Regions from separate parts of the Rattus norvegicus genome. Here region 1 is linked to region 2. The links are chromatin contacts, called in public Hi-C maps. All regions are on one chromosome and are shown on one strand. Each heading gives the region's core, a stretch centred on a gene start, on an enhancer-like site or on the middle of the called end of the contact. The rest is flanking DNA. Distances are from core to core; before and after follow the strand shown. Region 1 holds the start of Cracdl (CRACD like). Region 2 overlaps Cracdl (CRACD like).

What was found. Hi-C and Micro-C count contacts between places; a contact is called where the count stands out from the background.
Region 1: a contact with region 2 is called in a Hi-C map of frontal cortex, with 1.6 times the contacts expected there. The contact joins the promoter of Cracdl here to the enhancer-like site in region 2. A contact is called at or near these places in 2 of 12 Hi-C or Micro-C datasets (frontal cortex and mammary epithelial cells).

The regions. Positions count from the first base shown.
Region 1 is chr9:47,444,148-47,448,412 of GRCr8, reverse strand. It overlaps Cracdl (CRACD like), which reads left to right and starts at 1,801. Exons shown (of 11, transcript XM_063268117.1): 1 at 1,801-2,169.
Region 2 is chr9:47,401,008-47,404,774 of GRCr8, reverse strand. All of the region lies in intron 1 of Cracdl (CRACD like), which reads left to right. It overlaps LOC134480567 (a long non-coding RNA gene), which reads left to right. Exons shown (of 2, transcript XR_010054967.1): 2 at 2,470-2,853. Among named protein-coding and RNA genes, the nearest start is that of Cracdl, 44 kb to the left of the region's middle. Within about 2 kb of position 1,679, at least 8 of the 93 cell types and tissues checked have an H3K27ac peak or open chromatin away from gene starts, as enhancers often do.

The sequences.
Region 1 (4,265 bases), core at 552-3,051, 44 kb before region 2:
CTTCTTGCCCATGGCTTGCAACAGCATCTTAACTTTTCACAATGATGTGTCCCCAGATGAGACAGATAATGGAGTTAGGAGTAGCATCGCCTCCTCAGTCTCGTCAGAAGGTCTCTTCCCTTGGAAGAGGGTGTTTGGAGATGGCTGAGACTTTGTAGAGGCTGGAAAACACCCGACCCTATGCTTTCCCTGTGTGGTGGTTTCTGCTGGCTTTAAGAAACTATGTTTCCTTTGAAGTTCCTTTGAGCCTTGAATACAACAGCTTCTGCTCAGCTGGCTTGAAGGCTTGGTGACAGAAACCATGGGAAGAACCGGTGGACAGGATCTCTGAGAACCAGAGATGTCCACGAAGGTGGAAGTCCCTGGGAGTCTCCTGTAGGCAGCTCTTCTTCCTCACAGCTCCTCCTTAGCTTTCCCTGTTGCCAACCCAGTCACCACATTCCCAACCACATTCTATTTTGGGTGTTGACACCGAGTTCTAAGCCTTAGCTAATCACCGAGATCCTGTAGGTTTTTTTGTCCTCTGAAACCCTCCTGGAACTTCAAAAGCCACCCACAAGCACAGACGAATAAAGCCAGAGGCTTCTGATAGCCTGGAAACAAAATTCTTAGGTTAGAAAGGCAAGTTACAGAGTCAATAAATATTTAGCGGTTATAGCCATGCAGAATACACGTGGATCTGAACAGCAAGCAGCAGCAGGCTCAAGGCAGGTGAGGGCACGGGTTTGCCTAGTTCAGTTTAGCTTGAGGATTTCAAACAAGGCAAACACACACACCTAACCAATTCATTTGCTCCTCTGTGAGTCACCTGCCTATTGCGAGTGGTTGTCAATTTGGAGTCTGATTCATGATTTGTTTATGTTCTTAGAGGGAATTAATTTCATTTAACTATCAAAGGAGACTTTTAAGTGACAAGCTTGAACCAAAGGGATCGATAACACCTAAAAGTTAAAGAAGCAACTAACGTCCTTTCAGGTGTCCGAGCAAATGAGACCTATCCCCAGGTTCTTTCTCGGTCTTCCTATTTTGTTTGGGATTTTTTGTCTCATTTTAAAGCCAGCTGTGGAAAAAGACTTTTCAAGATAGAGTTGCAAGTGTGTGCTTCTTGGGTTCTCAGTGTCCCTGATCCAGAGTAATCAGCCCCAAGAATTCCTCTAGATCTGACAATAGCCCTCTTAACATCGCTGGGAAGTCAGAACTCAGGGACCACTCCACTCCAGTGCCACTGTCTGATGGGAGGATTCTTTTCCACCTGGGGCTCCTGCTATTGAGGCTTGGGCGCCCTGCTGGGGCTCAGCTGATATTCCTTGTACTTCATCCCTGCCGATGACAGTGTCAGCAGGCCAAAGTGGGACTCTTTCTGTAGGTAGCTAGCTGATGAGCTAAGCAGGTAGGTATTCAAGGCCAGTGCGTTTCTTCTCCAAATGGGCCAGCAGCTCCCCAGTTAGATGAGGGAGTGGGGGTGGGGAACGAGGCTGAGATCTCTCCTTCAGCTTTTTATACCACACTTGCCAGGATCACAGCAATGATTCACCTAGAGACGGGGCGGCAGTTTCCCCCATTAGCCTTCAGACGCTCGGACCCATAAGGTTACGAAACAACTTTTACTTTTATCCATATGTGCACGTCCCTCCCTGCCACCCGGGCGCCCACTCTCCGAGGCCAAGGTGGCAGGGAGGTGGCGCGCAGGAGCCGCGATCGTGGGCGTCCTCGTCCCGGCCGGGGTCCCCGGGTCCTCGGACCTCACGTAGTCAGAAGCCAGCCAAGCTCCCAGCTCTGCAGCGCCGCCGCGTGGGGTGGCCAGGGTCCCGCGTGCCCGGCGGGAGAGGCGCGGGGGAGGCGCGCGGGCCTGGGCGGCGCGGAGCAGAGCTGAGCAGAGCGGAACAGCCGCGTCCGCCCCCGCCGGGCCGCGCGCAGCCGAGCCCGGAGCCGCGAGCGCGCGCCCAGCGCAGGGCCAGCGCGGCCGCCCGAGGGTCGCGTCCGCGTCCATCCCCCGGCCGCAGACCCTGCGGTCCTCGCGCCCTACCGCCACCTGCTGCGCGACGCCGCTGGCTCTCGACTCTGCAGCTGGGGGTCAGCGCGCACCCCGGCAGAGCAGCCCCACGCGTGTCCCCGCGGACTGAGCCCTTCTCGTCACGCTCGCCACGCACGGCCACGCTCCGGTGCCAGGTACCTGGGACGGTCTGAAGTGGCGTGGGCACGCAGCACGCGTGGAACGCAGACCCAGGGAGGTTGGAGGGAGCAAGGTTGGGGGGAAGAGTCTGACGCGTTCCTGAAGTCGCGTCCGGACGTGGAGCTGGGGAGGTGGTGGCGAGCAGAGCTCAGGTAGTCCCTGGCCCTTTGGACGCGGGACCCACGCCACCCCTGTAGGGGCCACGTCCACGACACCATGGTCGGTGGGGCCAAGAAAAGCCAGACGCGCAAGTGCCTAAAGTTTTCCTCTGAGCGCTTTGCTGGACTTAACTTTGAAATGGGAGGCAGACCTGAGCAGTTTAACCAGTTTTAACACTAACAGAGGGAGAGGGGGAGCAGGGCTTGCTGCCCGCATTTCAGTTCTTAGTACCAGAGGCATAATCGCGTCTGTCTCCAAGGGCCACGGCGAGGGAGACAGTGAACACACTGACTGTCTTCCTTATGCTTCGGGTCATGGTTTATTTAACAGGCTTGGGGCTTAGGTTACAAGGCACCAGAGGGGATTCTGAGTTTAATCTTAGACATAATCAGGATTTGAATCAACAAATATTTGTTGAGCAGTCATTTACTAACCGGCAGGACTTCGTTTTCGGTATGAGGTAGGTAGGTGTACATGTGCTGAGAGGCGGAGTAGTTACCCAAATGAGCAAGCATTTGTTTTTTGAAATGCAAGGGAATAGGAAGACCGCGGTGTGACTGGACTTGTTGCCTGCAGGTGGCCAGTTGGCACCGTGTCAGGACTGAACCAGAAAATCTAAGCGGGACACAGGCACCTGTGTTTGCCTCTCTCTTGGGAGCCCACCTCGCACCTTCCAGAACTATTTTAAAGTAAGCCCCTCCTTTGGTGGAGGCTGGAACTTCCTTTCATTTACCTAAATACATAGCAACCACGAACTAGAATCTCAGCCCTGATGTTCCCTGGGAACTAAGTCGTGCTGACACACACCTGAGATGACTGAGGATCAAGATCACCTCAAGAGCTCTTTGTGATTATAAAATGGTGGCGAGAAAGCTCCGTGGGGGGTGGGTGGCTGAAGATGTCTGCCCCATGTTGAGCTGGGCTGAATTCCAGGCTCGATCCTAGTGTTGTGCAATTCCATATTGGAGCATGAGACAAGACCAAGAGATCAGGAAGACTGACCCCGTCCTTTACTTAAGATTGAGGTATTTTGTAACATCATGGATTTTCATATTTATTTTAAATGCTTCAAAATGTTGCATTTAACATTTCTAGTAGCATGGCTGACTTTTTTCTTTCTTTCTTTCTTTCTTTTTTTTTTTTTTTTTTTTTTTTTTTTTGTAACCTGAGAGGCGTTCTCTTGGACTCGCTGTGGTTCTAGATTTGTTTCAGCTTCTCCAGCAGCCTCTCCCCATTTATAGAATTGGTGTAATAGCCCATAAGGGGAGTATCCATCCATAGCTGTTGCGTGGCTGTGCTGCAGGAGCTGGTGAGGGTGTGAATTTTGGCGCGTGGTAGGCTGTCTGCTAGGGTGGTCGGGCTAGGAGCATCAGCACTCAGCCTGGTTCTTTGGGCCTTATCAAATCGCGCCTCAAATCTGTCTACTTGGATCTTTATGGAGAAGGGGAGAAGTGGCAGCATTCTGCCTGTGTGCCCACCTCTAGATCCCTGTCCTGAAGGCTCTGTGGTGATGGATTTTATGAGATGGTCCCCCCTGCACTGGATTAAAGTTCATTATAGTCGAGATTCCAGAGAGCTTCTTCCCTCCTTTGGCTGCTCGAGAACGCATCTGTGAGTCAGGAAACAGCCCTCACCAGGTACCAGATGCTTGGATCTTAGATACCCAGAACTGTGAGGCGCAAACCTCTGTTGTTTATAAGCCATGCAGTCTGTAGTATTTTGTTACAGCAGCCTGAATGCTATACAGCAGCCAGCTCTGGGAGAGTTCTCAACTACAGTGGGAGACTATGAACAAGGGCCTAGCCCTCCTGTGGGCTAAGTTTTCTGGGATGGCCTAGTGGGCGTGCATTTGATTTGGCAAGCTTGAGGCTATGTGCTTTCTGCCTGGAACTTAGCCCAGGCAGATAGTCTTATATTGTTTGTGTTATACAGA
Region 2 (3,767 bases), core at 430-2,929:
TTGTCTTCATTCAGGGTGTTAATCTTAAGCCTGGAGTTCAAAGGTCATATTTGCTATCCAAGCCGTGTGCCGGCTGCACCCTTCACTGGTGGTGACAGAAACCTCAGCCATGGGTTTCTGTCATTGTCTTGACAGGATGTCTGTGTAAATTGTAGCTTGTGTACTTGAACTTGGACGCCCTTTGGATACCCAGCACCTCTCTAGATACCCAGTTGCCACAGACACACTCCTGTATGCCTGTGCCCTGCCACTATCCACAATAACTCAGTGGTTACTTGTTTCAAGGTTTGCAGCAGGAAACCTAGGATCATAGTCTGTTCTCCTGAAGGCTTCCGTGTTGGTCAGCAGGAGCTTCTGTAACAAAGTATCAGGAATCCGGTGACTTAGAAACAATAGAAACTCATCCTTCACTGTTCTGGAGACAGGAAGTATATGAACACGGCTCTGGCTTCAGAGTCTGGGGAAGGATCCAGTCCCAGGCCACTGGGAGGTACCTTCTTTACCATGTGCTTGCATGGAGGAAGGGGCAAGAGAGTACACTGGGACAACTTTTATACATGCATTGGTTCCTTTCATGACAGCTCCCCAGTCATACTCTAGTCCCCTCCTAGTGGCCCCACCACCTGGTGTCAACACCTTGCGGGTCGGAACTTCAGCATGTTCACCTGGAAGACACGCTCACTTTGCACACTTTGTGCATGAGAGGATTGCACCATCAGCCCTGTGCCCTGTGTCCACTGGAGTTGTACTGGGTGGCAGGGAGGGTGAGGGTGTCCTTGCGGTGTGGCCAGGCAGGCATGATGTACTTCACTGTGGGAGAGAGGAGAGTTCAGGCCTAGCCACCAGAATCTGAACTCCTTTTCCAGGTATCCCCAGCCCTACATGTCTCTCTTTGTCTCTGTTTGACGTTGTGCTGGGGCTCTGGCTCCGTTTGACATGTGTCATGCATGTCCCCAGTGATGAGCCATCCCCAGCTCTGTGAGTCATCTTGACTTCTGAACCATTTGGGTGATGTTTGATGATGGGGACTTTAGTGCTTATCCTGGCTGTCTTTGGAACCCAGGACCATTTATCCCTGGTTGGAGTCTCTAGCCCGCCCTCCCACTGCTGCCCTCTGCTGGCCATGCCGGTCGACGGGACACCTGAAGTTCTGTCTCTCCCCAGGCTCAAACCATCTCATGTGGGTGGCACTATTTCTGAATCCCAGCGAGTGAAGACGGACAGCCAGAGCAGGCTTGCCTGGAGGTGGTGTGGGTGGGTCTCCATGTGCTGCATTTTGAAAGCTGCCAAAAATACCAGTGAGCAATAATCCCTTCCATTAGCTCCACACCCCCTTTATGCATGACATCATCCCTTTGGGTCTGGAACAACAGTCTGTGTGGCAGACCTTGTCCCCCTCTTGTGACAGTTGAGGGACTTACCAAGGAGGGACCCCAAGACCACAGGGAAGACAGCACGGTGGAATTCCTTTGATGCTATTCAGACCCGAGTGTACCATTATGTGTGCCTGGTGGAAACTTACCGCCTCTGTCTGATTGTACCGGTGGCACTTTGTATTAGTTTTGTGCAGAGACCTTCTTCCTGGAGCTGGTGGGAGAAACCTGCTGCTGTGTCTTGTTGCCTCTGTGATGTGCAGAGGCCCTGGCTGGGAACAGCAGGTGCCAGGGAAGACACCTCACAACCTTCAGTTTTGTATGAGGCCCAGCAGTGACTGCCTTCCATGGGTAATTTTGGCCAGTGTTGGGCACATGGTGGGTAGCATCTGAGTCCTGGGAAGTAGATAAAAGGAATACTGATGGGCCTGTGTACCACTGGTCCAATCCATTAAAACCTATTCCCCCTGCCTCTTCACACTCTCCATAGGGTAGCATTGAGTCTTCCCTTGTTTTGGTCCCTCCAGATCTGGTGACTTACTGCACTGTGGACCACTGGTGATTCCTAAGGTTCACTCTGAGTCTCTCGTCCTCCCCACATGAGGCATTAAAGGCTCACTGTCCTGAACACCGTTCACAGCTCTCTGTTATTCTAGCTGCCACTGAGTCTGTCTTCCCATGTCTGTCTCACTCAGAGGCTGTGAGACTGAGTTTTCCTTTGTTGGTGGAGAACGTGAGGCCCTGGACCCATCTTCCCAGCCTTGTTAGATGGGGCTTAAAGGACTGGTGCCTGTGCCGTGTGCAGCTCTACAACACATAGCCTCTTCATTGATTGGTCCCCACCTTAGAGCTCACCACCATCTGCCCTGGATGCAGCTGTGTGGAAAGTGTGCCAGCCCTGTTTGTCACATAGATCCAAACATTGGACCAGGGAATGTATGCCCAGACAGCCCCGGGGCTTCACATGCACTTGATATCACTCTTTCACTTACGTTGAATGCTGATGGAATTAGTTGGGACATTTTTTTCCTCTCCCTCAAGTAAACCTTGCAACCCGTTGTTCACATTTAAAAATCGATTTTTTTTGTGGCCTCAGGTAAACTGACTTCAGGAAAAGCTGCAGCTGCCCACAGAGCCGCTGTGATGTGCTGGCTGCTTTTCTCTGCAGACATCCTGCCAGACCCAAGAGAAAAATACTTCCGGAATTCTGGAAGGCTCTCAGCCTCACTCTCCTTGGTCTGAAACCAGCCCAGGAGATGTAACAGCATCAATTGGATTGATCAGCTCAAGCCTGAGCCATCGACTCCCATCTCAGGCTACACCGTGTATTAAGAGTGTGGCCTCACTAGATTCTTACGGAATCCAGGCTCTCAACTTAGTTTCCAGTTCTGCTCAAAGCATGGTCCCCTTTGCCCAGCGGTGCCTAAGAGTAGAACAACATTTGAATGGAGGGAAAATAAAATGACCGTTAAATCCATCACCCACGGGTCCTTGTTTTTAGGTGTTGCCTACTGTGTGCTGCTGAGTAGGGACTGAAATTCCACCTCAGCTGGCCTTACTTGACCTCCAGTGGCTCACAAGGAAAGCCTTGTGTGTGGGAGCCTTGGACACAGAACTGAGCCCTCCTCAACCTGGTCCACTTGAATCTTAGACCCATCGTTCTTACTGTTCCCTTTCTGGTTTCAAAAGCGTCCTCTAGTTTCTGTGAGAAGAGCAGAGCTCAGGGATTCCCGGAACCTGCACTGTATGAAGCAACTCTCAGGGGCTGGAGAGATGGCTCAGCGGTTAAGAGCACTGACTGCTCTTCTAGAGGTCCTGAGTTCAGTTCCCAGTAACCACATGGTGGCTCACAACCATCTGTAATGGAATCTGATGCCCTCTTCTGGTGTGTCTGAAGATAGTAACAGTGTATTCACATACATAAAATAAATTAAATAAATCACTTGAAGAAGAGGAGGAGGAAGAGGAGGGGAGGGGGAAGGAAGAGGAGGGGAGAGGGAGGAGGAGGAGGAGGGGAGAGGGAGGAGGAGGAGGTGGCAGCAGCAGCTCCTCTCAGAATGGACTGGGTCAATTCTGAGGGCCTCCTACCTCTTCTCCAGAGAAGTGCTCCCTGATTCCCACCAGACAGATTCCCAGATTCCTGCTGGGCACGACTGGCTTTCGTGCCTGCATGAGGCAGGCACTGAATTTGCAGCAGTTGCTTGTCTCATGTGAGCACTTCATGCTTACAATGGGGGTGTATCCCATGGCACCTCAGCATTGGCTTACCTCATGCAGCGAAGGCCACACCCTCTGAGTGCTCTCGACACACCTCTGGAATAGTCACTCTACCATGGCTGCCACCAGAAATCACCTGGAAGCTTTAAAAATGATCCAACACTCACATCCCAGTGT